7 separate regions of the Mus musculus genome follow, and all the other regions are linked to region 1. A link is a contact called in public HiChIP or PLAC-seq, capture Hi-C and promoter capture Hi-C data. All regions are on one chromosome and are shown on one strand. Each heading gives the region's core, a stretch centred on a gene start, on an enhancer-like site or on the middle of the called end of the contact. The rest is flanking DNA. Distances are from core to core; before and after follow the strand shown. Region 1 holds the start of Lgals9 (lectin, galactose binding, soluble 9). Region 2 holds the start of Sarm1 (sterile alpha and HEAT/Armadillo motif containing 1). Region 3 overlaps Nf1 (neurofibromin 1). Region 4 holds the start of Tmem97 (transmembrane protein 97). Region 5 overlaps Nf1 (neurofibromin 1). Region 6 has its middle 12 kb from the start of Gm30561. Region 7 holds the start of Nlk (nemo like kinase).

What was found. Promoter capture Hi-C pulls out the DNA fragments that hold promoters and counts their contacts. HiChIP or PLAC-seq counts read pairs in DNA pulled down with a chosen protein or histone mark. Capture Hi-C pulls out chosen DNA fragments and counts their contacts.
Region 2: a promoter capture Hi-C map of liver shows a contact between it and region 1. The contact joins the promoter of Sarm1 here to the promoter of Lgals9 in region 1. A contact is called at or near these places in 11 of 39 promoter capture datasets (the C10 cell line, the HPC-7 cell line, cranial neural crest and 6 more), 1 of 484 Hi-C or Micro-C datasets (liver), 3 of 115 datasets of contacts at active chromatin or transcription factors (embryonic basal ganglia, embryonic stem cells and memory CD8 T cells) and 2 of 9 other capture datasets (adipose tissue and macrophages).
Region 3: a contact with region 1 is called in a promoter capture Hi-C map of embryonic stem cells, with 2.2 times the contacts expected there. The contact joins the enhancer-like site here to the promoter of Lgals9 in region 1. A contact is called at or near these places in 15 of 39 promoter capture datasets (the 3T3-L1 cell line, 3T3-L1-derived adipocytes, HPC-7-derived erythroid cells and 10 more), 6 of 115 datasets of contacts at active chromatin or transcription factors (acute myeloid leukemia, bone marrow-derived macrophages, embryonic stem cells and 2 more) and 3 of 9 other capture datasets (adipose tissue, liver and macrophages).
Region 4: an H3K27ac HiChIP or PLAC-seq map of acute myeloid leukemia shows a contact between it and region 1, with 5 times the contacts expected there. The contact joins the promoter of Tmem97 here to the promoter of Lgals9 in region 1. A contact is called at or near these places in 16 of 39 promoter capture datasets (3T3-L1-derived adipocytes, the C10 cell line, the HPC-7 cell line and 9 more), 11 of 115 datasets of contacts at active chromatin or transcription factors (the SCID.adh cell line, acute myeloid leukemia, bone marrow-derived macrophages and 6 more) and 1 of 9 other capture datasets (liver).
Region 5: a contact with region 1 is called in a promoter capture Hi-C map of neutrophils, with 3 times the contacts expected there. The contact joins the enhancer-like site here to the promoter of Lgals9 in region 1. A contact is called at or near these places in 18 of 39 promoter capture datasets (the 3T3-L1 cell line, 3T3-L1-derived adipocytes, the C10 cell line and 12 more), 9 of 484 Hi-C or Micro-C datasets (the G1E-ER4 cell line, the HPC-7 cell line, cardiomyocytes and 4 more), 4 of 115 datasets of contacts at active chromatin or transcription factors (acute myeloid leukemia, bone marrow-derived macrophages, fibro-adipogenic progenitors and 1 more) and 3 of 9 other capture datasets (adipose tissue, embryonic stem cells and liver).
Region 6: a contact with region 1 is called in a promoter capture Hi-C map of the HPC-7 cell line. The contact joins the enhancer-like site here to the promoter of Lgals9 in region 1. A contact is called at or near these places in 25 of 39 promoter capture datasets (the 3T3-L1 cell line, 3T3-L1-derived adipocytes, the C10 cell line and 15 more), 8 of 15 datasets of contacts at CTCF or cohesin (the NIH/3T3 cell line, embryonic stem cells, hippocampal excitatory neurons and 3 more), 111 of 484 Hi-C or Micro-C datasets (3T3-L1-derived adipocytes, the 4T1 cell line, the 63-12 cell line and 55 more), 21 of 115 datasets of contacts at active chromatin or transcription factors (the HPC-7 cell line, the NIH/3T3 cell line, PVALB interneurons and 14 more) and 4 of 9 other capture datasets (adipose tissue, embryonic stem cells, liver and 1 more).
Region 7: a contact with region 1 is called in a capture Hi-C map of macrophages, with 2.0 times the contacts expected there. The contact joins the promoter of Nlk here to the promoter of Lgals9 in region 1. A contact is called at or near these places in 1 of 115 datasets of contacts at active chromatin or transcription factors (effector CD8 T cells) and 2 of 9 other capture datasets (adipose tissue and macrophages).

What each region holds. Positions count from the first base shown.
Region 1 is chr11:78,982,687-78,986,569 of GRCm38.p6, forward strand. Lgals9 (lectin, galactose binding, soluble 9) reads right to left here and starts at 2,238. Exons shown (of 10, transcript NM_001159301.1): 1 at 2,092-2,238. The coding sequence starts at 2,130.
Region 2 is chr11:78,496,132-78,500,014 of GRCm38.p6, forward strand. Sarm1 (sterile alpha and HEAT/Armadillo motif containing 1) reads right to left here and starts at 1,623. Exons shown (of 9, transcript NM_172795.3): 1 at 858-1,623. The coding sequence starts at 1,327. It overlaps Vtn (vitronectin), which reads left to right and starts at 2,989. Exons shown (of 8, transcript NM_011707.2): 1 at 2,989-3,282; 2 at 3,372-3,491; 3 at 3,570-3,883. The coding sequence starts at 3,219.
Region 3 is chr11:79,425,629-79,429,511 of GRCm38.p6, forward strand. It overlaps Nf1 (neurofibromin 1), which reads left to right. Exons shown (of 58, transcript NM_010897.2): 13 at 1-19; 14 at 2,950-3,063. Among named protein-coding and RNA genes, the nearest start is that of AU040972, 56 kb to the right of the region's middle. Within about 2 kb of position 2,158, at least 43 of the 459 cell types and tissues checked have an H3K27ac peak or open chromatin away from gene starts, as enhancers often do. A contact at or near this core is called in embryonic stem cells and stem cell-derived epiblast-like cells, where this site is marked.
Region 4 is chr11:78,548,898-78,552,780 of GRCm38.p6, forward strand. It overlaps Tmem97 (transmembrane protein 97), which reads right to left and starts at 1,838. Exons shown (of 3, transcript NM_133706.2): 1 at 1,631-1,838. The coding sequence starts at 1,756.
Region 5 is chr11:79,402,208-79,406,090 of GRCm38.p6, forward strand. All of the region lies in intron 5 of Nf1 (neurofibromin 1), which reads left to right. Among named protein-coding and RNA genes, the nearest start is that of Nf1, 64 kb to the left of the region's middle. Within about 2 kb of position 1,869, at least 22 of the 459 cell types and tissues checked have an H3K27ac peak or open chromatin away from gene starts, as enhancers often do.
Region 6 is chr11:79,291,954-79,295,836 of GRCm38.p6, forward strand. No RefSeq gene overlaps it. Among named protein-coding and RNA genes, the nearest start is that of Gm30561, 12 kb to the right of the region's middle. Within about 2 kb of position 2,143, at least 30 of the 459 cell types and tissues checked have an H3K27ac peak or open chromatin away from gene starts, as enhancers often do. A contact at or near this core is called in the HPC-7 cell line, the N1E-115 cell line, acute myeloid leukemia and 2 more, where this site is marked.
Region 7 is chr11:78,695,205-78,699,087 of GRCm38.p6, forward strand. It overlaps Nlk (nemo like kinase), which reads right to left and starts at 2,221. Exons shown (of 11, transcript NM_008702.3): 1 at 605-2,221. The coding sequence starts at 1,062.

The DNA of each region.
Region 1 (3,883 bases), core at 988-3,487:
GACTGCCGAGACTCATCTTCTACCCAGAGGCTAAAGTCTTTTGCTTCCCTTTCCTGTTGGGACATGCAGAAGGCAGAGCCTACAGACAGAGTATGGTCAGCTCAGTGGTCTACTGGGGCACACAGTCTGGATACCAGCAGTGTCTGGCATATTTTCAAGCCAGAAGGCCCAGCCGTCCCAGAAGTTCAAAGACCCAGACAGTTCCTCAAGCATCCTAACAGCTTTGGTTTTACTGTCTTTGTGGGCGAGGAAACGGAAGTGCAGAAAATTAAGTAACTTGCCCAAAGCTACACAGCTGGTTAACGACAAGCCTGGGGTTCAGACACTAGAACCAATGTTCTCCGTCATAGGTGATATAGGCTCCCTTTCATGAGGAAGCACATACATGCCCTTGGCCCCTGGTCACCAGGGTCACACAAGAGAGTCATACTGCCCAGTCCCATCTTCTTCTGGACCCTCATGGGAGTCAGCAACCAAGCCTGTCCATGACATGGCCCTCAGGCTGTGACAATACTGTTCCTCTGCAGGACAGGAGTCACATGACTTTTGTACAACGTCAGCACTTCAGTGGACGTGTGACCCACAGCTGCAGAAGTCAGTGGGTCACTGAGTGAGACCAGCCAGGTAGGAGGACCTGTGATCCCAGTGCTACGGCGACATAGCCTCCATGTCTCCCACCAAGACCTGTTTAACCTCTCCCCTCCCCCGTGGGAGGATTTCCCTTCATAATTGAAAATATTGCTTTTTCCTTCATTTTTTTTTTCTGATTGTTTTAAAGATGGGGCACTGTTCAAGACCAGGCTGGCCTTGAACTCAGAAATCCGCCTGCCTCTGCCTCCCTAGTGCTGGGAAAAGTCTACTTTCTAAATTCAAGTTGTCAGCTCTGCCTGGTGGGAAACCAGAGTGGGTGTATCATGCCCCTGTGACACGTCCTGCCCTTGAAGGCCCCACAGAGACACTGGACAGTCCCTTCTAGCTTTCCCATCTACCTTCCATGCAGGTCCCAAGTTAGAAGCCTTAACCCTGTGGCTGAGGACACTGGTAGCCCCAAGCAAAGCCCAGAGCCGTGCTAGATCAGGCTCTGACGCTGGGCTCTGGCAGCCAGCTCACCTACAGACCCTGCTATCTCCCACCTGCACACACGGCGACTCTACAGAAGGTTCCTGGGAGCATCACTTTCGTCTCCATTACTGCCATCTCCCCATGAGCATCCCCTCTTCTGGGAAAAGCACTTTCCTTCGCTGTCACCCACCATCTGAGGACATGTGGCAAGGCCTCGACCTCTCAAAGTCTCAGTGTCTCCACTTACAGTGTGGCTACTAAGCTTCCTAGTGTATAAACAAAACCACCTATAGACAGGGGGTGGAAAAAGGAGCCCAAGGCAGCCCTTTGCACCCTGCACTAAAAGACAGTCCCTACTTGCCTGTCTGCACACACTCTGGAAGTGTTCTTGGGTGAATTCTGATGTGGCCCTTGGAGAACAGAGGGGAGGGCTTCCCTGTTCCCCTCCCGTGCACTCCCAAGACACCTCCATGTTCCAGGTGCTGTTTAAACACCCACGTGTGCTATCTGCTTTCTCCTTGTTTTAACCTCAGGAGACAGACTAAGTATTATTTCCATTTTACAGATACAGAGAGGAGAAAGTACTGCGCGTGCGACATCACCTAGTTTGTAAATGGCTGAACAGAGATCCTCTCTAAGGCAGACACTTTAAGTGTCATGTGAATATCTGCTACCTGCTACCTCCCCCCACCCCCAACAAGCCCATCCACATCATCATATAAACCGTCTCCTTCCTTTGTAGATGCTACCAGGTAGCATGGAACAGGCACATGTTAATTCACCTCATAAATCATAGTGAGTGGCACCCTTGGGTCCTCAGAGGCACAGCAAGCCTAGCATGAGACACGAGCTGCATCAGGATGACCCAGCTGACATGCCTGGCATGTTTGTCCCTTATGTGCTGTCTGCAGGACACCCCACCCTCTATCTGTGCCACTCCGTTGTTTCCCCACAGGTCCAGAGCAACTTCCCCTGGATGTGGCCGTTAGCTTTTCCTCAATCACCCCACAACTGCATCCCACAACTCACCGGGTTAATGTATGGAGACTGGGCACTGAAGAGAGCCATCTCTTCTATCTCAGGGGAACCAATGCTCTCTTCCTCACTCGATGGTGGACGACAGAACTCTGCGCAGGGCAGGGCTGAGCTAGGAAACAGAAACCACAGCTATTTGGCACTTCTTCAAGGGGAGGAGCTCAGTGGCTGAGGGAAGTGTCTAGAGAAAAAGAAAGCTGATGTCAGGGTGGAGGGCTGGAGGTGGGACTCAGTGGGAGGACCTAGGACCAGTGGACACTGGGTGTTCCCTGCTCTGCCTTGACTTTCCCTTCCTGTGCTCTGCCCAGAGAACCAGTCACATGGCCAGCAGGCGTTCCTCGACAGCCTCGGCCAGAAGTGGCTGTGCTTCTGAGCCTGCTTCCTCACCCCATCTAGCAGAGCTGAGCCTTCATTTGTCCTCTGGGTGGGCATCCGTGGAAAAGACCTTCCTCAGACCTTTGTATGTGCAGAGAAAACAGTGCTCAGAAAGACCAAGGGGCAGCATGAGCAAGGTTACACAACTCCTTACGGGCACTCCGAAATCTCTGTGATGCTGTAGGCTTCCAAGAAGCATCTCTCCCTGGTGTGAAAGCTTAACCATGGAGAGCTATTTTGCAAGAAACACACCACCGCTGAGGTTGTTAATGTGGACTATGTGGGGGCCCTGGGAACTTCATTGCCATCTGCCTGTGAATTTGTCTGTTCTCCTTGTCTCTCCCCTCTGTCCCTCTGTTTTGGGGTAAGAAGAGGAAACATACTTTGGACACAGTAGAATATTCCAAGTGACAAGGGAGGAGACCCTAGGAAATATTTGAAATAGTTTTGAAGCCAGGAGAGATGACCCATCATGAATTCCCAGCATGCCTAGTCTACAACATACATAATTGCTCCCTCCTCCTTTCCTCCCTCCCCACTTCCTCCTTTTCTTCATGTAGACCAGGCTGGCTTTGAACCCAGTATGTAGCCAAGGATGGCCTTGAACTTCTTCTTTTTTTTAATAATTTTTATTTTTTATTTATATGTAAGTACACTGTAGCTGTCTTCAGACACACCAGTAGAGGATGTCAGATGTCATTACAGATGGTTGTAAGCCACCATGTGGTTGTTGGGATTTGAACTTTGGACCTTCATAAGAACAGTCAGTGCTCTTTTTTTTGGTTTTTTGTTTTTGTCTTTGTTTTTTGTTTTGTTTTGTTTTTGTTTTTCGGGCAATTAGCGCTCTTAACCAGTGAGCCATCTCTCCAGCCCCAACCTTGAACTTCTGATCCTCCTGCCTCTACCTCCCAAGTGCTTGGATTATACCTATGACTCACCTCTACCTGATGGTGCCGGGGTTAGGACCTAAGGCTTCCTATGAGCTAGACATGCACTCCACCAACTGAACTACATCACCAGCCTTTCCCTGCCTTAAACAAAAACACAAAACCAAAACCCAGCTCCTGCAGCTTAGGTTATGAGTTAAGGGAAATAATCAGTGAAGCAAAGAATTGCAGGACAGGTTTGGGGTGGGGGTGGGACTGGGGAGCCAGGAAAACAGACTTACCTGGACTCATTCAGGACTTTGGGATTGCACTATGGCTAGCTAGGAGCAAGCTTGCTGTGACAAAGCTGTGGTCGTTATTCCCAGAGAAGTATGGGCTGCAAACTTATTCCCACAGCATCAGTGTTGGGAAGTGTACCCGGCACCATGGGAGCTGATTCGGTTTGGGGACTGGTTCTTTTCCTTGGACTGGTGTGGCTTAGCAAAAGACATGCAGCTGCAGATTTGACCTCTTGCCTATATTTC
Region 2 (3,883 bases), core at 373-2,872, 490 kb before region 1:
ACTAGATAGAGGTTACTCTCTCAGAGCTGTCAATAAGTAAGGATAGTCATTTCCATTCCTGAAAACATATCCGTATGTTTGCATCATGTTTCCTGCACCCACTTCCCACAGGTACCACCAGTTCTAACTCCCTGACCATACCAAGCCAACACCAGCCAAGCTGGGCTCCAACACACTCAGCAAGCACCTACTCCATTTTCCAGTTCTCCATACTCATGGCCTATCCCAGTCAGGACAGCGGATATTAGATGAGAGGGGTTAAGCAAGCAGAAACCTACCTTGGGTCTCCCAACCCAAATCATTCTGTTTGTGCATTTTTTGGACAGTTGTGTAATTTCCACATATCAAAGGTGATCAAAAATGCCAGAGAAAACACGTCGTGACACTTGTGAGGGCTGCGTGCTGAAAGCGACTCTTCTAAAAATTCTGAGCTGAGAGCCTGAGATTTTGGTGAAAATTAGTGTGACAGCCTGTTTTGCTCTGGCACCAGAAGACCGGGAAAGTGGGCCCTTCAAAGGCTTCATAATAGTTCAAAAGGAGGTCTCAGGAGGTAGGCAAAGGAGAAGCAGTCAAGCAGTTTCCCATAGGAAGGAAAGATACCTCAGTTTTCTCTGCCCCTACTATTTCGTCCTAGCAAAAACAAAAACAAAACAAAACAAAACAAAAACCAAAAAACTTTCTGTTCCTGATCAGACGCTGCAGAATAAGGTCATGGCTGCCCTGGTGAGAAGGTAACACAGAAAGACACCCAGATGCACGGGAGAATTATGGGCTTAGGGCAAAATCAGCAATGGGATACCGTCTCCAACCACCTTCACTGCCCTGGCAACCCCACACCTCACCCCACTCTCCCTCACCGGTTCTCAGCCACCAGGATCTGCTCCAGCAAGCGCGCGGCCTGCACACGGGTCTCTAGCTCCGGTGCCTGAAGCAGCCGCAACAGCAAGTCGAGGCCACCGTCCAGACGTATAGCATCGCATAGACCTTGGGCCACCTCGCGGCCCACGGCCGGCAGCAGCCAGGCTTCCTCTACCAGCTGGAAGACCTCGGCGAGACCCGCGCCCACAGCCCGCGCCGCGCTTGCCTGTTTCAGCTCGGACAGCGCCTGCTGCAGCTCAGGCAGCGAACGCTCCAGGGCGCCTTGCACCTCAGTGCCCACTCCGGGCGACACTTCGCGAGACCCGCGACCGCCCGCAGCCCACCATGGGCTGGCGCCACCACTCCGATCCGGTCCGGGCACTGTCAGCCGATCGGCGCCCGGCCGTGGGCCTGACATGGTGAAGAAGCGGCACAGTTTGTAGGCGGAGAAGAGCAGCGTCAGGACCATGGGCGCTGGGCAGCAGGGGACATGCCAGGCCTAGAGGGGCGGGGCCTGGCAGAGAGACCCCGGCCTTGGGAGGAGAAAGAAAAAAAAAAAAAAAAAAAAAAGCAAACAGGATCCGGTAAAGGTGCTGGGCTACAAGTGTAGAAGCAGAAGGAGGAGGGCAGCTCCGGGACTCAGCGACTTAGGAAGGGCATGAAGGGAGAGAGAAGCATGGACCAGACGCGGGAGGGTAGAGACGCCGGTGCCCGGAACAAAGCGCTGCTCCAATCTAAGCACAGCGGAGCTAAGATGCTCAACAGCAACCACGCCTCTGAGCAGCAGAGTCAAGGATTTGACGCCCCGCCTCTAGGTTTCACGGGCTCCGCCCCCGACGCAGGCGCAAGCCCTACCCCAGGTCTCCAGCCACGCCCACACCTGGCTCCGCCTCCTCTCCCCAGTCTCCCCTTGGTGGTGTGCAAGATGCTGTAGAAAGGGCTGTAAAGAGCTGTCTTCCATTTCCTACCGCTCGCTCGGCTCCCCAAAATGTGGAAGCAAGCTGGCTACATGTATCCACGTCCCCTCCGGATGGTTAAAGAATCGCAGTTGAGATTCTTAAAGCCCTTTAATGCCGGTTTCCACTTAGGCTTCACGCGTCTGTAGGGAGTAAAATTTAGTGTTTCATTTTGCCGCTGAGACTACTGCGGTCCATAGAGAAGAGACACCAAAGGCACGCTCGCCTGTGATTACAGAACAGAAAACGGAGGGGCTTCAGAAGTGTGCCAGTGCTTGGAATTTGGCCCAAAACCTGGCACTCTACCCCAGTGAGCACTTTCTTTATAGAGAAATCCCACTTAGTATGTGAGTCTAGAAAGTATGCCCAATGAGTCCATTTTTTTTTTAAAATAAATGAGGTCATTGAAGGTGTGGCCAGGGTGGTCCCCCGAGGATCAATGGATTAGTGAAAGCCTCAGGAATGGGCTCTGGGACTGGAAAGATGGCTCAGCCTTTAAGAGTACTTGTTCTTACAGAGGACCTGGGTTTGATTCTCAGCATCCACACGGCAGCTCATAACTGTTCAAAACTCCAGTTCCAGGGTATTCAAAGCCCTCTTCTGACCTCCATAGACACAAGACATGCATGTGGTGCACAGATGCACATGTGAGCAGACACTTATACACAAAACATAAAATAAATAAATCTAAAAAAAATAAAGAAAGAAGAATAGACTCTGACCCACTACTTCCTATGCTGTAACACCCAGCTTAGAGAGAACAAGGAGAGGCCAGAAATGAAGCTTTGTTCTTTTATGAGAAGAAAAGAAAACCTCCCCCAAAGTGCTTGCCAGCTCTCCCCCAACCCCCCTTCTTGCCCCAAAAATCCAGATTCGAAGCGGGGGGTAGGATGGGACAAGCACCTAGCCTGATCAAACAGTAAATCGATAACGGCTTATGGGAATGAGTTGGAAGCTACTCCAGGCACGAAACGTTTTGTCTGTTCTAGCTCACGGAATCTCTCAACACCTGATGAGGCAAGGCACCATGGTCCCACTTTATAAAAAGTAAGGCTCAGGGAGATTAACGGGACTGGCTCAGAGGGTGACAACACATGCTTTCTTTCCACCTCCCCAGCTAAGCTAAGCGTGTTATCCCTCCTGCCCGTGACCCTACTGACTTTGGTCTTGGCGAGGGTTTTCTGTTTCCCAGCTCTCCTGGGGCTGGGGTTCTGGGAATGTGACCCTTTGCTGCAGCTGTGTTTGGAGGAGGGCAATGGGGCTGGGCCAGAGGATGAGCAAATAAAGGGCAGAAACCCAGGGAACTAGGAACTCTTCTTCAGTCTGCTTCTTTTTTCAGGCAGGACAGCGAGATTCCAGAAGCTCCGCGCCCAGCTTGCCAAGGCCCTGGGCTAGAGGCCTGCCATGGCACCCCTGAGGCCCTTTTTCATACTAGCCCTGGTGGCATGGGTTTCTCTGGCTGACCAAGGTGTGGGAGGGGATTGGTGGGTACCTAGGGAAGTGCAGGTTGGGCAGGTGCCCTAGATTGGGCTGTAAACCTGATATTCCCTCCCATAGAGTCATGCAAGGGCCGCTGCACTCAGGGTTTCATGGCCAGCAAGAAGTGTCAGTGTGACGAGCTTTGCACTTACTATCAGAGCTGCTGTGCCGACTACATGGAGCAGTGCAAGCCCCAAGGTGAGTTCAGAGCCCTGGTGGGTGGGCCTGGGGCTCCCTCCACAGCCTGACACTCACTGCTCCCCGTTCTGCCTGCAGTAACGCGGGGGGACGTGTTCACTATGCCAGAGGATGATTATTGGAGCTATGACTACGTGGAGGAGCCCAAGAACAATACCAACACCGGTGTGCAACCCGAGAACACCTCTCCACCCGGTGACCTAAATCCTCGGACGGACGGCACTCTAAAGCCGACAGCCTTCCTAGATCCTGAGGAACAGCCAAGCACCCCAGCGCCTAAAGTGGAGCAACAGGAGGAGATCCTAAGGCCCGACACCACTGATCAAGGGACCCCTGAGTTTCCAGAGGAAGAACTGTGCAGTGGAAAGCCCTTTGACGCCTTCACGGATCTC
Region 3 (3,883 bases), core at 908-3,407, 440 kb after region 1:
CCCAAAGCTTTTGCTTTGTGTAAGTATTTTTAATGAAATGCTTTGAAATTATTCCACTAATCTATTTGAACTGAAAGGCCAAAATACATTTAAATTATGAGTAACCTCTAAAACATTGCTAAGAAAGCCAATTCCAGGAATTCTAATATACTTAGATCACATTTTCTAACCGTTCCCTCCGCATTGAACTGTCCATAGTAGCATCATTTGCCCTTGTTCTGCATTATAATCAGACCTATTTCTGGGGTCAGGTGGGACAAATGACTGTAAAATCGGTGTGCTCAGCATCTGAACTGCTCACTCTTTTTGCTATTGCTAAGCGAGTTAACTTCTATAGCTAGCTCCCTGTGTGTTCCTTTGATCAGCCTTCTATTATCATTGGCTCTGCCTGTAACCATATTAGAAGAGAAAGTTAAAATGAGAGTGGTTAGTATCCAGTTATTGCCATAGCTCTGCTTTTTATTCCCGCAAATGGTATTATATTCCTGAGAGCTTCACTTTGGTGCACAGAGTAATAAAGAACTGATGTAAATAGTGTAACCAGGTGAGAGTAAAGGATTAAAAGCACAGGCTCTGGGGAAGGACTGCTTTACTTAGTCTCGGCACCTTAGGCTTCTCATCTGAAAAGGTAGGCAGTAATATAGTTCCTACCTCAGAGAGACCATTAAGAGTGAAATAGATTGTGTAAGGCTTTTAGGAACAATTCGTAGTGTATAGTAAGCAATAAAATTAGTTACTGCTATTTTTAGTAAGATACAGTTAGCGTTAGCATTCTTACTGTCCAAGTAAAACAGTTTGAATTGTTCACAGGATGGTCTGTTTAACTTTTATCAAGTCTCTATAGTCCTAGACTGTTGGGGTCGGCCTGCTGCTCTCATGTCTGGGTTCGAGCCTGGGAGGCAGCCTGGAACTGAAAAAGAAGAGGGAAACTAGGTGGACAAGAGAGAGATATGGAACCAAGACAGTATTCTGATCAAGGCTCAAATTTTTAATGGCAGACACGCTTTATAAAGGAGGGGGGAAGCCCATTCCTGCCAAATCATCCTTGGAGCCGAGCTGCAGGTGACCACGTGTAGGCGGACTCCCAGCAGGTAGCAGCAGAGGCAGTGGCTGAACAGCAGAGTGATCCAGGGAGGCAGGCTCCACCCTAGGTGATCTCCTTAGTGGCATAGCAAAGTCAAGGTCTGGCTCAGCTTGCTTCAGGCTTGGGGGAGGCTACACTAGGCCTATCAAGTCTCTAGACCATCAGGTAAAGCCTTCTGCTTTACTCAGTGTCAGGCTCATCCTTTGGTGCTTTATGGTTTTGCAGCTATGCTCTTCAAATTACTAAAATGAAGGCATTCATGACTAAGTGGCTGTGGTTTCAAGAATTCTATGAACCCCACGTTTTGAGTGTGTGTGCACACACGTGTTTTTGTTTGATTTTTGAGACAAAATCTTGCTGTGTATACTAGGTTGGCATTGAATTTATTATGTATGACATACTGACCTCAGATTTGTTGGGTATCCCAGGCTGGCCTTGAACTAGATGTTGCTGAGTGCTGGAATTACAGAAATGTACTGTCATGCCTCCACTCTAGAATTTTAAAAAATATTTACATATGAATAGTTTTTCTGATAATGAGAGATAATAGAGCCAGAGTGGATGAAGTTCCTAAAGTATGGGTTACCCCAAAAGAAGACCTATTATCTTTTTGTGTTTTTTGAAAAGTCCACCCAAATTTGAGAGTTTAATAGAATAAACAGTTAAATCTTTAGTTTGGAAAAGTTTTAAAAATTTTGTTAGTGGACTCTGAAAATTAACTTTGTTCTTTTGGTTTCTCGGGTGTGTGGCATGAACTGTGGTGACATCTCACTGTGCTTGCTACAGGATGCTAGGGTTACTCTGTTTACTTGGCTGCAGTTTTATGTTCACCAGTGAACCAGGGTCACCAGTGATTTTCATGTTAAATAGGTTATTGTTTGAAGAACAAGGGTTGAATTGTTTGAGGGAAAATAGTTTTTAAGTAAAATTTGCTGTCTTCCAAGAGTTATGGAATCCTTTTTACTTCCCTTGATGAGGATGATTGAACCAGAATCAGGTAGTTTTGTAAAGCAGGCAAAAGCTCCACCCCCGGCCTACTCCTGCGTTTTGTGGGCTTTGTTTTGTGTTTGGGGGAGTTGAGAGGGTGGGTGGGGTTTCCTTTGATAGGCTAATTGTCACTACCCAGGACAGCTGCCTAGCTTCATGGACAGTGCTTTCTTTGCTGCCATCTAGTGGTTAAGTGACTTTCCTCAGTAACCCAGGAAAGTAAAACAATATTGTACACATAAATTCTAAACCTTAGTTACTAGGAGAAATGTAAAGATGGTCTCCATCATGGGATCTTGTTGAAGTAATTTGATTGTGTCTTGTGTTTGTACCATCTTTGTCCTGGTTCCTGTCACTCTATGTGTTCCCAGCTACTACCATTTCTTACATTCCCCAATCATTTCTCTGCACTGTGTTAGAATGGTCTCTTTAAAGACTTTTGTCATGCCTGGTCCAACTTAAATATCTTTTAGCTAACGTTGCTCTTGGATAACAGGTAAGTGGATCTTTGAGTTCATGACCAGCCTGGTCTAGAGTGAGATCTGGGACAGTGAGGGCTATGTAGAGAAACTCTGTCTTAAAAAACAAAACCACCCCCACCCCCCCAACCCAGAATGTGAAGATTGACGGGGCCGGAGAGATGGCTCAGTGCTTAAGTACTTTCTGCTTTTTCCAAAGTGCCTGCCTTTGGTTCCCAGACACAGGCAGGCAGATCACTACTGACTGTAGCTCCAGCTCCAAGGAAGCCAACACTCTTCTGCCTCCATGGCCACCTGCACCCATGTCCTGTCTACACACATGCATATAAATAATAAATAATATATAAATAATAAATACAGTTATTAAAAGCAAAACTGAAGTTTGTTTTTCTCCTACAGAATCCAAGAAAACAGGGCCCTGAAACTCAGAGCAGTACAGCAGAACTAATTACAGGGCTCGTACAACTGGTTCCTCAGTCACACATGCCAGAGGTCGCTCAGGAGGCTATGGAGGTAAAGGAAGTGAATTCTGGGCTTTTGAAAGAAAGACTGTAACTGTCTCTGATCTTTTTCTGAGAACTTAATTTTTTAAGCAATTATTTGACTCTTTCTATGTGCTTTCTCTTAAAAATATATTTTAAAAATTTTAAATTGTTTGTGTGTGCATATGAAAATCAGAGGAAACTCAGGTTTCTGGTCTTGGATAGCAAATACCTAACCAGCTGTAGGTTATTCATTTGTTTTTTGAGACAAGATTTTTACGCTATTGTCCTGCCTGGTCTCTAAATCCTAAAACAATCCTCCTCCTTCAACTGTAATACTAGCTAGAATTTTAGTTGTATGTCACAAGTCATGTTGTATTTGAATTACATTGTGTAAAAAATTTTTGGAAGTTTGTAGTTTCTTTATTCCTTACTTTCTTTTTATGTCTGCATAATGGGGGTAGGGTGTGCCTGCACTCGCAGTGGCACGTCTGGAGATGAGGGGAGAGCCTGTGGCGTTTCTCTTCTCCGTCCACCTTTATATGGGTTCCGAGGATTGAACTCAGGTGCTCAGGCTTCTGTAACTGTTCCTTACTGCTGAGCCAGGTAGTGGATGGTAGACGTTCAGTGTGGTTTCTGTTTGAGGATTTCTACAAATAATACTATTAAAGTTACTGTATCATTTAATATTTCCATTAGCAGTGTATTGGTGTTTTGGTATTTCTCCATTGTTGATGACACTCATTATTGTTTGTTTTTAAATTATAGTAAACCTACTGTGTTAACAAAGGTGACTTTTTAAAAAATTATATTTGTAGCTGGATGGTTGTGGTGCATGCCTTTAATCCTAG
Region 4 (3,883 bases), core at 588-3,087, 430 kb before region 1:
GTTTTGATGGCCTCTTTGTAGTTGTCAGGCCCTTCCGTGGCAGCAGGCTGACAGCACTCAAAGGTATCATGTCCTAATCCATGTCCAATAGGACCACAGGTGTACAGAAGGATGTTCAAAGGGGAGGTTTTCCTGGGTTACATGGTGGGCCCTCGTGAATTACAAGTGACCTTATAAAAGGCAGAGAGAGATGTGAATACAGATGAAGTGGCAATATGACGGATGACCTGCAGAGATTGCAGTGAAAGGGCCACAGCCAAAGAAAGGTCAGTGGGTAGACTGTGCGGCCTGAGTGTGATCCGCAGCTCTGCAAACCCAGCCACCTGGAAGAGGCAAGGAGTGTAGTCTACCTTTGAGCCTGAGACCGAACATTCTAAATTTCTAACCTCCGAGCAGCTTAAGCATAACGTTGGGGGTAAAGTAAGCCACTGCGTTTGTGACAATGTCTTAGAGGAGTGAAACAAATCAACTTAACTTGATAACACACTGGTTTTGGTGCTGGGATTTGAATCCAGGGCCTCGTGCATGCTGGCCAATGTTTTTACTACGGAGCCACAGCCTCAATCCCACAATCTTTTGAGTTTACAATCTAAAGCTGTAGCTACATGTCAGTTACAGCCTGGCCTGAGGTCCTCTTGCAATGGATTCAAATGAACTATTATTTTAAGGGGAAAAAAAAGTAGGATCCATAGGGCCCTCAACATGTCCACAGGCAGCCAGTCCTTGGGAAAGCAGCACCACAGACCGGTGCTCTTGCCACATGCTACCTACGGGTTTCCCCTGTAGATCAAAGGTCTTTGCAATCCCGTGGTTCCACAAACAAACCAAAAAGACTTAAGGGAGTGGGGGGTGACACTGCTGATGGTGTCACTCCTTAACTTTGTTGAGTAGGTGACAATTCCTGTGTCATGTCCTCTCAGAGAACACAAGGCACATGTCATTTTGCAGCCACCATTGAGAATTTACGGATTTAAGATTAAGAACTGCCCTGCAAAGAAGAAACATTTAAAGAGCATTTCAGCCATTTCAAACATTTAGGTGGATAAGTCCGTCAGTAGATTGGAGAGGCATGCTTAATCTTGACCTTAAAATCGGGTCAAAGAATGCTCTCCAAAGCGCAGGGAACGGTAGCTCATCTTCAAACAATTCAAAACTGACTTGGAAAAGCGACATTTCCTCAACTGCTCCTCAAGCTAGATCCAGACCCAGAAGGAGTGTATGAATGCCACGAGCACTAACCAAGGGCTAACCCTTCAGTCATTTTATTCTACTACGCAGGACTTTTTTTTCTTTCTCGGCTTACACTGGACTTTTAAAGTCCATCCAAACGCAATAGATTCAACACGTGACAGACACTGGTTCACCCAGGCAACTTCCCTCAGCCAACTGCCGTAGTTAAAACCATGGGAGCGAAACACACCCAGGCAAAGGTTTTGCAAAGGATTGGCGAGTACATGGGGCTCAAACCCAGGACCTCCTAGGCATGCGCCCTACCATTGGGTTGCACCCTCAGTTCCGCTCTGAAAAAAACAAAGCGGTGGTCAACGGCTGGGGACAGCCGGCTGGGGCCGAAGTCAGGCACGGAGCCAACAGAAATCAGGACGGCCACGTGGGGACCCCTGAGCCTCACCTCCTGCGGGTATAGTTCGGGCGGCAGCACCGCCTGCAGGTCGATGAACAGCGTGATGGGGATGTGCGAGACGAAGTAGAGGCCCAAGAGCCACTCGACACAGCGCCTAGCTGCCAGGGCCCCCATGTTCCCTCCTGTCCGTTGGGCTACGACTGGCAAGCCGGTGATAGAAGCCTGCTACGTGGTTAGAAGCCCCGCGCCCGAGCTGTGCCGTCCCGCCCCCGGCTCACACAGGCCGTACCTATTGGTCGAAGGGGAAAAACAGAAGCGGCTCGTGAGTGGGTGGAGGCCCTCGTGGCCCGCCCATATAGCGGGGCTATAGTTTGAATGATGGCCTACCTGTTGTTTCCATTGGCTGCTGGGAGTACCGCGTGAGGGGGCGTGGCTCTGAGCGGTCCACGTCGGCGGGTGCGCGTGTGCAGCCTCGGGCTGCGTGCGCTGGTCTTCCCTGTGCCACGAGTGTTTTATTCGCTGGGTTCTGTTCCGTATTGGGACCCCGGGCCAGTAAAACCAGAACCCGCAGTGGCAGTTTAGGAGCGCTGCGAGCCGGACTTTCCTGCTGGCTCCAAAATCACTGCTCAGCCCACAAATAATGATTTTATATGATGGACCCTGATAGGCCTGGGACAAGATGGGGGCTGCCATTCGATGAGAATAGGGAACACAGGACTTGGGTTCAAGGGAAAGGAAATTAAGTTTGTGCTTTGTATACACTGAGCAGGGTTAGGGCTTGGGTACTGCTAAGTATAGAGCATTTACTTAGCACTCAAGAAGGCCCGACTTCCATCTCTTGCACCATTTGAACCAGAGCCCCAAAGGGCCGGGTGTGGACAGAAATCTGTAAGGTCTAGGCCAGCCTGGTCTACAGGCAAGCTAGGGATACATAGAGCCTGTCTCAGACCAAACCAACCAACCAAAGAGACCTTGAGCAGGCAGGCGGGCAGTTGGATGAACTTGGTTTAGATTTGTGAGAGCATTTGAAGGTTAGAGAGCGAAGGGCATTAAGAGATCCTACAGAATCATAAGGGTCATGGGAGGAGATGACCAAGCGAATGATGGTCACAGGGAAGAATGGAGTAGCTGTGTCACGGTTGACACTGAGTGCTGTCCACCAGTACCAATGAGAAGTCCTATGGCTGGAGAGCAGTGTATTGGGAGGTAGGGAAATGGAGACAGAGTGTAGACAACTGGTCGGGAAGAGGTAGAGAAATGGACCCCACGTGTCCTTCTCTTTCTTTTGTATTCACTTTTTGAGACAGCCTCTCACTATGTAACCCTGTGACTGGCTGTGTAGACAAGGCTAGCCTGAACCTCACAGAGATTCACCCTGCCTCTGCCTTCCAAGTGCTGGAATTAAAGTCATAGGCACCATGCTTGCTCCAGTGTGCCCATTTCAGCAAAGGAGACTGGGATGTCTAAATGGGTTTGAAGTTTCTGCCCAGAGAAGTGAAGGAAAGTATAGCTAAGGGAAAGCAAAAATTAGGGTTAGGTAGGGTAGTCTGTGTGCCCAGTGGTAGCTACCATAGTACTAAGACAGAGGGGTTGGCGTTGCTGAGGTAGATGGCTCTCAGTGTTGGGTCTGCTCAGGAAAGCATTTTGGATGCATCAGGGAGAGGGTGGTCAGGAAGATAAAGGTGAGCCGAAGAAGGTGGACAAGTGGTTGACATAATAGACTGTGGGACCCAAGGACGACAGGGACAGATGAGGCAACAGGCACTGATAACTAGAAAGTAGAGAGGTAAATGACTTAGGCCCTGCTGAGCATGTCAGTGGGCCAGGAGTTTGGGGGTGTACTGTAAGATTTCTGGTGTCAGGATATTCTGCCTTCCAGGCCTGGCTGCAATGCTCTAGTGGGAGGATCTCTAGAGATGTGGTCAATGCCCAGAGAACCCAGTGCACTAAGGAAACAACAGAGGAAGGTGGGTGAGGGCAGAGCCAGGCATTACCTTCAGATGTGGCCTTGGAGAGCTGGGAGGCAGGTGACCTGGTTTCAAGGAATGTGGGAAATCAAACAGCTGTGGTAAGCTAAGCCCTAGACAAAGCCAGGTGCCAGTTTCTGAGGTGACTGCTGAGGGTGAGGAGAGCAGTGAGCAGGGTGGAGAGAGACACAGCAGCACAGCAGGGGCAAAGTCTGAGTAGATGCCATTTGAAAACATAGGTCTGCTTGCAGGTGGCTTGCTCAGGAGCTCAGGGACAAAGGACAAGTGTTCAGTGTCCAAAACTTTTTAGACATACTCCAAATCCCTCCTCCTT
Region 5 (3,883 bases), core at 619-3,118, 420 kb after region 1:
CCAGCTGAAAGCAAATTGCTTCTGGTTGTGCTTATGGACAGGAATTGATAGAAAGCATTTGCTAGATCCATAGCTGAATACCATGTACCAGGAGCTGTGCTAATCTATCCAAGTAAGGGCATCACATCTAGTACAGCAGCTGAAATTTAGTCACTGCTTGATTAAGTTTTAATGGTCAGTGGTCACTCTCTATGATCCATCTGACTCCTGTGCTGGAGAGTTAAAGGGAGATGTGAGAACTACCATCCCTGCATGTTTCAAGTCCTTGATGGTAGCATGGAGTATTATATTTGGTTCACTATGTTCCCAGAGGCAATGCCAGTCTCTTCAATTTGTGATTTCCAACCATAATAGCTTTCAGTTCACAGGTCAAGGAACCAACGTGGGATTTTGCCAATGTCTAAGTATATCTATACCAATTATACATTCTGGAACTGGAGAAATAACCACAGGATGAGTTTGGGGACCCAGTAGACTCTCTGTGATTTGGGTTTCAGTCAAAATTCCATTAATCACCTGATAATCATAAGCCCCGATTTAACTGGAGGGCCACAGTGCTATTTGGGGGTCTCTTGGAACCAGTGTCAGTTTAAAACGAGTGTCCAGTAAACCCTGGAAAACCTGATTGTTTCCTTTTTCCCAGAGTACATTTACCCTTGTAAAAGGTCATAGGATGGGAGAAGGGCTAACAGTAAAACTTTTAGGTATTTTAGCAAGGTCCTCAGGGGGACCTAGCCTTCTCATCATTCAAGGACTTTGGGGTCTGCAAACTAGCTCAAGTCTGGAAATTGATTGATAAGTTGAGATACCCCTTTGCTACTCTGCAGTATTCTTTTTGTTTGTTTGAGAATTTTTTTTTTTGCTTATATAGATGTAAAAACAAACAAAACAAAATAAAAACATATATTCCTGGAAGCATTATTAGCCAGTACAAAAAGATCCGTAGGAGTCATGCCATCATAAAAGTTACTCTGTCTGTGCTGCCCTTCATGATAAATATTCTCGCCTTGCCTTTGGCAATGCAGTGCTGATACCTGGCCCTGCTACTCTGGGGGCCTAATTAAGCCCATCCCATTTAACTTTTTGGATTGAGCATCAGTGTCTCCAACCTTAAGGTCTGGCACAAAGAGAAGAGCGGGGGCAAAGCCCTTCAAATCCTGGTGCCCCTCTTACCATTTTGTGCCTCACAGGATTAGTGAAGAGAATGTCTTCTGGGCCTTCCCATTGTGGAGGATTCGGTTTTATACAGCACACCCATCATTGCAGTTTCTCTGAACCCTAAAATCCCTTCATCAATACTAAGTCAAGGGACATCAGGTATCCACAGTTCCCTTTCAGTAGAGTATGGCTAGTGCTTAGCCAACCAGTCACGCTTTTGATACCTTTTTAACTGTAAGAACGTCTGTATTGAACTTAGAACCTTAACTCAGTGGGCCCATATCAATAAATTCAGCTTGATTCAGTTTTATGGTTTTTTTTTCACCATTATTTCATGCCCTTAAAAATCCATTCTCATATATATTGCCCAGACTACGGCTTGAATGAATTCACAAACTCAGTAAACTTTAGTATTGTACCACACCTTTGTTGTGAATTTCACTTTCTGTTTCGCTCCTAGAAGCCTTCTTAGCCTTGATACTGATTATAGTTCAGAGGCAATTATTGTCGACAGACACTGAGCGGCATCAGTATTGCCTTGCTTGATGTTTCTCTTTCAGTGAAAGTCACTGAAATTTGTAGACAACAAAGGATTAATTTCCTCAGGCCAAGGTACAAAAGGAAATATTGCAAGGTGTGACAGTGGGGCCGCACCCTACACTAAGAGTGGGCAGACTACTGCCACAGGTGAGACAGACGCATCAGAATTTGAAGGGTCAAAGTCCTCAGCACCTGTCCCCTACACTTCTCCATCTCAAGTTACAGGATCCCACCCCTTACCAGCCAGTGCCTTTAGGCTCCTATTTACCTTAGCAACAGGAGAAGTGCACTTGACTAGGGGGAGTGCAGGCAGGCAGGCAAAAGTGAAAAGTTTCTCCTTCCATGTTCCTTCACAGGTGTGATTCCAGATATAGTCAAGTTGACAAACAAGATTAGCCATCATATTACCTAAGTTTCTGACAAAGCTATCAAAAACATGCATTGGAGAAAAGGTGCCCTCTTTAACAAGTGGTGCTGGGAAAACTGGATCTTTCTCTCTTTCTTTCTTTCTTTCTTTCTTTCTTTCTTTCTTTCTTTCTTTCTTTCTGATTTATTTTATTTATATGAGTACACTGTAACTGTCTTCAGACACACCAGAAGAGGGCATCAAATCCCATTACAGATGGTTGTGAGCCACCATGTGGTTGCTGGGATTTGAACTCAGGACCTCTGGAAGAGCAGTTGGTGCTCTTTAACCTCTGAGCCACCTCTCCAGCTTGAAAACTGGATTTCTATACATATTGTGCAACAATAAATTCAGTGTCTTAGTTAGGGCTTTATTGCTGTGAACAGAAACCATGACCAATGCAAGTCTTATAAAGGACAACATTTAATTGTGGGTGGCTTACAGGTTCAGGGGTCAGTCTATTATCATCAGGGGAGAAGCATGGCAGTAACCAGGCAGGCATGATACAGGCAGAGCTGAGAGTTCTGCATCTTCATCTGAAGGCTGCTAGCAGAGTATTCATTTCCAGGCAGCTAGGATGAGGGTTGTAAAGCCCACGCTCACAGTGACACACCTACTCCAACAAGACCACTTCCTGGGCCAAGCATATTCAAACCATGACATTCAGTATATCAAAACTCTAATGAAAGAAGAAGACAGGTAAAAATATTTGAAGACATAGGCATAGACAAGAATTTTCTGAAAAGGACTATAGCACAGGAAACAATACCAAGACGTGGCAGAGAGAGTTACATGAGATTAGAAATCGCTACCAAGCAAAGGACACAGTCACTAGAGTAAAGAGACCATTTACAGGCTTGGGAAAAGAAATTTCCAGGCTTACATCTGGCTGGGGACTGGTATCTATGATATATAAATAACTGCTAAAATTAAACTCTAAAATCATTTTAGAGTCTGTAGATAGGCTCATGAGCTGAATAGAGTCCCTAATAGGAGAAATACAATGACCAGTAGATACTTGGAAAAAGTTTTCAACATTCATAGACATCAGGGAAATGGAAATTAAAACCTCTTTCAGATTCTGTCTCACTTCAGTTGGGACGTTGTCAAGAAAACAAAAGACAACAGAGGGGAAAATGTGGGTGGGGCTAGTGGGATCCTGAGTAGCTACTTTTTATTTTTCTGTTTTTTTCTGTTTTTTTTTTTTTTCTTTTTTTTGTTTTTCGAGACAGGGTTTCTCTCTGTAGCCCTGGCTGTCCTGGAACTCACTCTGTAGACCAGGCTGGCCTCAAACTCAGAAATCTGCCTGCCTCTGCCTCCCAAGTGTTGGGATAAAAGGTGTGCGCCACCACTGCCTGGCAGTGAAACTCCACTATGACAGTTTGAAGGGTTCCTCAGAAAAACTGATAACAGACCATGTGACCCAGATATACTACTATATTGTATAGCCACAGAAATTCTTGTACATCCATTTTTACTGCCACACAATTCACGGTGGCTTAGGAAATAAACCAGCCTGAATGTCCATCATGAGAAGAATGGAAGCCGGACAGTGGTGGCACACCCTGTCTCAAAAAACCAAAAAAAGAAAAAAGAAAAAAGAGAATAATGGATACAGAATATTTGGTACAGTGAGTGGTGGTGGCTGCAACAGTAGGCATTTGTGTGGTGGAGTGGAGGAAAACTGGAAAGGCTAGTGGAATGGCCAAGGCTAAGTTAATTTCTTGCTCATAGAGAGCTGGCTATGTAGTTTCCTGTGGGCCAAATCAACGAACACTT
Region 6 (3,883 bases), core at 893-3,392, 310 kb after region 1:
GTAGCGGCAAATGTCTTTGCCAAAATCATCCCCCTTCATTTTTTCCAACTAAAACCAAAGGTCTCAGGCAAGCTGGAACACATGCATTACCTCCAACTCACAACTCCAGCGCCCACCCAGGAAGACCTTCTATGGGGGCTCTTGAAGCCATCCAAGGGTGTGTTGACTGGCCACAGGGAAACAAAGGTGGGGCTCTGGGGTGTTCAAGGGCAAGTTAACAATGCTAGAGAAGCTGAGATAAATGGGTTGCTGAGACCACTCCAGGTCAGCAAGGAGGGACACACACACACACACACGCACACACACACACACCAGCCCAAAAGGACATTTATTCTGGTTGAGTAAAGCAGAGAGATGAAGGTGGAGTCCCTGGGTTAAAGTATAACGCATTTATAGCCCTCCTCCCCCAGAGCCTCCTTTCTCTCCTCACTGGGGTGGGAAGGACGGTTGAGGTTGACCAGTCTTCTAGAACCTCCCACAATGTGTACTTAGGTCCCTGTATCACTAATGAGTTTGGGGGTAGCTTCCCCCCAGGTTCAGCATCTGGGACCTTGCTGTCTCTTCAGTCTCCATGGCTGCCCATTCAAACCCTGAGTAGCTGAGACAGAAATTTCATTTTAGTGGAAAAGACAGACCAAGGAAAACTTAACAAGTGAGAGATGAAAATGAACCTGAGGGGCTGGAGAGATGGCTCAGGGGTTAAGGGCACTGACTGCTCTTCCAGAGGTCCTGAGTTCAAATCCCAGCAACCACATGGTGGCTCACAACCATCTGTAAAGGGATCTAATGCCCTCTCCTGGTGTGTCATCTGAAGAGAGTGACAGCGTAATCACATACATAAAACAAATAAATAAATCGTAAAGGGTGTGTGAGAGAAGGAATAGGAAAGAGGGGTGTGAGCTACTGTGGGGAGGAACCCAAGAGCAGAACCTAGCACAGAAAGAGATATGAATAAGCCTGGTATCTGGGGAAACTGAATTCAACATGTACTAGCATGCATGTGTGCCTGCATGCGCACACGTGTACACACACATCAAAACAAAACATGAAATTACATTGGCAGGCACTGATGGGTGCTGTGTTTGGAGAAAGTTGACACCACTTACCAGCAGCTACAAATGAACACTTTTTTCCCCAGTTCTCAAATATAGAAAGTGCTGCTCTGTCACACCAGACCTTTCCAGTCCAGATCCAGGCCAGAGGAAGAAGGCATGACTGGCCTCCTGAAAGACTTGTACAGCAAGAATTAGGTGTTTAAAAGGAAGCAGGAAGTTTCTTAGTTTCTTTTTGAATCAACCCTTCCTTCGACTTTCTTGTCCCTTGAATAACAGTCAATGGAAGGAAGAAGAAATGGAGGTTTGGGGCTGGAGAGATGGCTCAGTGGTTAAGACCACCGACTGCTCTTCCGAAGGTTCTGAGTTCAAATCCCAGCAACCACATGGTGGCTCACAACCATCTGTAATGAGATCTGATGCCCTCTTCTGGTGCATCTGAAGACAACTACAGTGTACTTAGATATAATAATAAATAAATCTTTAAAAAAAAAATGGAGGTTTTTGGATTTTTTTTCTTTTTTGGTTTTTCGAGACAGGGTTTCTCTGTATAGCCCTGGCTGTCCTGGAACTCACTTTGTAGACCAGGCTGGCCTCACACTCAGAAATCCACCTGCCTCTACCTCCCAAGTGCTGAGATTAAAGGTGTGTGCCACCACTGCCCAGCATAAACAGAGGTTTTATTTTACTTGACTTCTTAGAGTTTTAGGGGGCTTTCAGGTTATGTAGTCCAGGCTAGCTCAGAACTTGTGATGGTCTAACCTCAGTATCCTGAGTGCTGAGATCCTAGGGATGTGCCGCCACACCCACCTGCCATCTCTTTCATCTTAGGTTTTGAGTGTGCATCTTGGGAGGTTCCTAAGGAATAGCAGGTCTTGTCTCTGTCCTGTCCTTGTTGGACTTTTATGCTGTTACAGCCAGGAGATGGGTGCCACACCAGATGTGGGTGTTTGGGAACTCATTGCCTCTTTGTCTGGCAGTGTGCATATTTCTTTATGGAAGCCCAGCATGTTGCAGCTTCTCTCTCCTGCCCGCCACATATAGCTGCTTGTTGTTTTGGCTCCTCCCACAACCTAGTCCACTAGTCTGGTAAAGCATAAACCTTGCCCTGGAGGAGCTGTCACAGCATGGGGAAGAGTGCAGTAATGACAGAGAGCAGAGTCTTAATTAGGGTTTTTATTGCTGCAATAAAACATCATGACCAAGGAAACCTGGGAGGAAAGGGTTGATTCAGCTTGCACTTCCTGAAGGCAGCTGCAGATGCAGAGACCCTGCAGAATACTCCTTATGGGTTTGCTCTGCATGGCTTGCTCAGTCTGCTTTCTTATAGAACCCAGGAACACCAGCTCAGGGATGATACCACCTATCAATCTCTAATTAAGAAAATGTCCCAGAGGCATGATCTACAGCCTGATCTGGGTTTTTTTGTTTGGTTGGTTGGTTTTTGGTTTTCAAGATCTCTCTGTGTAGCCTTGGCTGACCTCAAACTAAGAGATCCACTTGCCTCTACCTCATGAGTGCTGGAACTAAATGTGTGTAGCACCACTACAAAGCCAGCCTGAAGTTATAGAGACATTTCTTTTTTTTTTTTCTTTTCTTTTCTTTTTTTTTTTTTTTTTTTTTTTTTTTTTTGAGACAGGGTTTCTTTGTGTAGCCTTGGCTGTCCTGGAACTCACTCTGTAGACCAGGCTGGCCTTGAACTCAGAGATCCGCCTGCCTCTGCCTCCCAAGTGCTGGGATTAAAGGCGTGCGCCACCACACCCGGCAATATAGAGACATTTCTGAAGGCCCCCTCTTCTCTGTGTCAAGTTGACATAAACCAGAAAAAGTGGCTAGACAAAACACACTGAGAGGTCAAAAGTGAATCCCTGAGATGAACAATCTTCTGAGGAGTAGGCAACTCAGTACAACAGCAGAACTGATGGCTGGCTCCTACCGTGGTCCTCTGTCTCTGTCTCTCTCTGTCTCTCTCTCTCTCTCTGTCTCTCTCTCTTTCTTTCTCTCTCTGTTTTATTTTTTGAAACGGGGTCAAATTCCTGATCTTCTCCAGTGCTGGAATTACGGGCATGAACCATCTGTTTTATCGTGTTGGGTTTTTTTTTTTTAATATAAGATTTATCTTATGTGTGTGGATGTTTTGCCTGAATGCATGTTTGTACAACGCAACACATCCATGCCTGATCCCCACAAAGGACAGAAGGGGGCTCCAGATCCCCTGAAACTGGAGCTACAGATGGTTGTGAGCCACCATGTGAGTGCTAAGAATCAAACCTTGGTCCTCTGAGCATCTCTCCGGCCCCTGTCTTGTTCTTTTAAATAGTGGAGAGGTGTTTCCTTTCTATGTCTGTGCCATTATCAATAGCAATACTTGTTTTCCCTCTAGAGACAGGGTCTTTTCTTTTTTCTTTTCTTTCTTCCTTTTTTTTTTTGTTTTGTTTGTTTGTTTTGGTTTTTCAAGACAGAGTTTCTCTGTATAGCCCTGGATGTCCTGGAACTCACTTTGTAGACCAGGCTGGCCTCTAACTCAGAAATCCGCCTGCCTCTGCCTCCCGAGTGCTGGGATTAAAGGCCTGTGCCACCACTGCCTGGCTGTAGCTCTGCTTGGCATGATATTCAATATGCACCCCAGGCTAATCATAAATATGTAGTTACCTTCCTGTTTTAGCCCCAAAGTGTTGGGACTCCACTGCAAACCATCACCATCACATATAGCCTTTCAAACTTTTTAAAATGAAAATGGGAGAGAGAGAAATATTAGCTATACCCCAGCTTGAGAAGAATTTTGCTGAGGTAAATATTTTTTTAAATGGTAAATTGGGAGCTGTAGAGAT
Region 7 (3,883 bases), core at 971-3,470, 290 kb before region 1:
ATGCATTCTTATCAGAAGGCTAAGCTACAGACTTCCCAACTTAAGCTTTATGGTTTAAAATAAAACTACTCAAGTGATGATTTTTAATGGGTTTAACAATGAAACCTACCTTTCTTCCCAGGGCCAAGATCACAAAACAAGGTATGAAAAGATATAGTGGGCAGGAAAGTTGACTGCATTAAATATATTCTGCTGAGGACTAGTATAAAGCAATCAAGCTGGGGGTCAGCTGTTGACACCTGCTGTAATTGAGCAGCCAATCCAAACTACCACACTTGAGATGGCCAAGGTCTTTGTAGGAGGTATTTCACACATTTACCTGCTGATCTTACACTCAGTAGCTCTCTGAGTGAGGTTCTTGGAAGGCAAGTTCATCAGTCTGCAAACTTGTGTCACTCTGGAGAAAATGCTCCACTACCATTTGACATGACTCAAAAAGCACGGGCCTAGAGTGCCAGTGCACTAGGCCTCATCGTCATCCAGGAGGATGGCTCCCTCAAGTTGAGTGGAAAAGCTCGCTCTACTTTGGTCAAGATGGGAGTAAAACCAATGAAGCATGGCTTGCCCCGTAAGAACCATGTGGAGTTGTGGTTTTGATACTCACCAGACAACGCCAAAGGCTCCATATCCAATTGGTCTATCCGGCTCAATGTCCAGCTGCTGTTGCGGATGATGCGAGTGCTGATGATGGTGCGCCTTAACTGTAGCAGCTGCAGCAGCCTGTACCTGAGCTGGGGCTGCTGCGGCTGGCCCAGGAGCCTGACCCGGTGCCGGGGATGGGAAATATGGCTGTTGTTGCCCAGGGTTTAACATGGCTGCGGCTGCAGCTGCTGCGGCGGCTGCCGCAGCTGCCGAAGACGTATGCTGCTGGACTGGGTGTACGGCAGCAGCCGACCCCGGATGAAGGTGGTGTTGAGGGTGGTGGTGGTGGTGAAGGTGAGGAGGAGGAAGGTGTGGAAGGTGGTGATGATGGTGGTGGTGGTGACCTGCTGCAGCTGCAGATGTACCGCCATTGTAAGCCGCCATCATTTTTGCGTTGGCTCTTGTGCCACAAAGAGACATTCAAAAAAATGCCCTTTGATTGGAAAGCAAACTGGGTCAAGCTGTCATTTGGCCATTTAAAAAAATGAAGAAAAACCACTCACTCCACCTCAAAAAACATAGAGCGGAACTGGCTTTATGTCTTCATCGGTCAATCCAGACAAGTTTGACAATCTTGGGTGTTCGATTTGGGGGTGAGAGTGTGTGGAAGGGTATGGGTTGTCAAAATAAAAGTTAAGAACATAAAATAAGAAGAAAAAAAAAAGGAAAAGAAAAAGGGAAAAGGGCCCCTTCCCCCCAGGATTCCTGCCACAAGTGGATACTAAAACTCCATTCTTAATGGGGGGGAGGTTCCAACTTTGAATGTGGGAATAAAGGCCAAACCTCCCGACCCCCTGAACTCCGCACACGAAAAGGATCTGGTAACACGCCACCCTTGGAATCTTGTAAGAGGGTTGACTCATCTACCCCTTCCATTCCCACATCCTTTTCTAAACACCTCCCACCTCCTCAAAAACACAATTAAAAAAAAATTCCAACCACTCTAAATCAAAAAAGATGAGGGGAAATTATCAGGGAAACCAGCTTCCAGCTTCCCTCCCCTCGAACTCTCAGGCCTTCCTACATCGCCCCCTACTCCGAGTCTGGTTGACCTGATTGGGGGGACTGAGGAGATGTACCAAACTTTCCTAGGCAGAATGAGCCAGGGAAGGAGGCTGGAGGAAGAGAGTGAGGCGAAGAGGCGACAGGCAGGACAGAAGAGGAGAGAGAAAACCCCGGCAAAAGTGAAGGGAAGAAGGTGCAGGGAGGGAATGAAAGAGCGGTGGGCAGTACTCGGACGCCCAGACACAGGGAACCGCCCCGGAGGAGGTTAGGGTCCCGGGGCCAAAGAATAGGAGCCCCGGGAAGCGGGCGGGGGACGGTCGGAAGCAGGCTGACTCCTGCCCCCGCCGCCGCCGGCTTGTGCTGAGGAGGGTTGGGGGGGAGAGCGGGTGGGTCCCCCGCGCGACGGCCCCTGCAGGGCTCAAGGCTGCTCCGTCTCCCCCCCTCCCCCCCACCCGGCTTCCGTGCCCACGGTCGCTTTCTCCACAGCCGCCGTGACCGCTTTCTCTTCAGCCGCCGCCTTCTCAGCCGCCGGTGCCGCCGCGGCCGGACTCACCTCCCCTAGCAAAGCCGGATAGAGCGGAGCCAGCGGCGGACACGCGCAACCAGCCGCCGAGGCCCCGCCCCCGCCTCACACTGACCGGCTGCCCTAGCCAATCCACGCCCACCTGTCCGCGTCCGCCTCCAATCCCTGGCCGGAAGCTTCAGACAGGCGCACTGGTCGACCAGTGGCAACCAGGTGTGGGTCTCCTGGGGAAATCCCGCCCCCGGTTCAGGATGGGCAGACAGACAGACCAATAAAAAGGCAAATCTTGGCCTGACCGACAAGACTGAAAGCCAATTAAAAATCAAAAATCTCCGTGACTTTTTTTTTTTTTCTTTCGCCTCTCTCCTCTTTTCTTTTTCTTCTTTTATTTTTTTTTTATTTTTTTATTTTTGGAAAGAGCAGGAAGCTGCGTGCTAATCCCGCCTGCAAGAGCTAGAAGAGAGGGGCGGAATGAGGAAAAAAACCAATCACGAGCCAGGAACAAAGAACAGAGAAACCAATCCTTGGGTTGAAGACTAAGTGGGATGGAACTGAGTACAAATAGATATATAATTGGACAAATGGGGGAAAAAAGATTGACATAGGTCCCGCCTTTCGTATGTCCCATTGGATAGCATTGTGGAGAATTTGCTGTCATATCGGAGACGACATCTTCAGGAGGCGGGGCTAAGAGAGAGGTGTGGTTTTGATGTGGGCGGGACTTAGGCGGAGAAGGCGGAGTCTAAATTATCACTGGTCCATTGATAGGAGCCATCTACAACTCTTTCTAAGGTACAAGATATGGGAAAAAATAGAAGGAGCAAAAAGGCATGTTAAGCTTCAAAAACTCAAGGTTTCGTAATACGAAACAAAGTAGACTCATCAGTTAAGCTTGATTTTGACCAAAAAGAGGCTTTATTTTCAGTATACCAAGACTGCAAAATTTATACAAATTAAAAACCAGGGGAAAAAAAAAACACGTTAAAGCCCCTAAACAGTAATAATCTCCCAAAGTTTTCTGGTCAAGTAAGTTCCATTCATTGAAATTTTACTAGAAGAACATCATTCTTTGATATTACTTTGCTTAACCTAAATTTATTCTTAAATACTAGGCTAACAGACATTCTTTTCAATAAAACTGTGTATCAAAACCTAGAGGCCATTTTTGATTCCTCTTTTGCCTGTCCACTCTTCCCTTTCCTATCAAGAAAGTAGTCTTAAACACCTTTGAGCTCCTCTCCACTTCTACTCCTCAATTTGCATTACCTGACTGTAACACCAATAGTGTATTTAATGCATCTCCCTGCCTACAGCTCCCTGATGGGCTGTTGAGGACATAGTAAACTTTTCAGCTCCCATCATCTGTAAAAGGTGAAGTACTGCCTGTAAAATTGTTGGTTAAACCAAGAAAGAAGGCATAGAGAAATTTCAGCAGAAAATATGAGCCCATGAAAAAAATCCCAGGATCATATGAACAATGATATATTCCAAAGTTCCAAAGTTCCAAAGTTCAACATGGTTTTGAAATATAAGGAATTGACTTGGGTTGAGTTCCAGAGAAGTTTGTCATTGACCCGTGTTCATAGAAATATGTAGCCAGATGTTGCGGCACATGCCTTAAATTCCAGCACCTGGGAGGCAGAAGCAGGTGGATCTCTGTGAGTTCAAGGTCAACCTGCTCTACAAAGAAAGTCCTAGGATATCTAGGGTCTC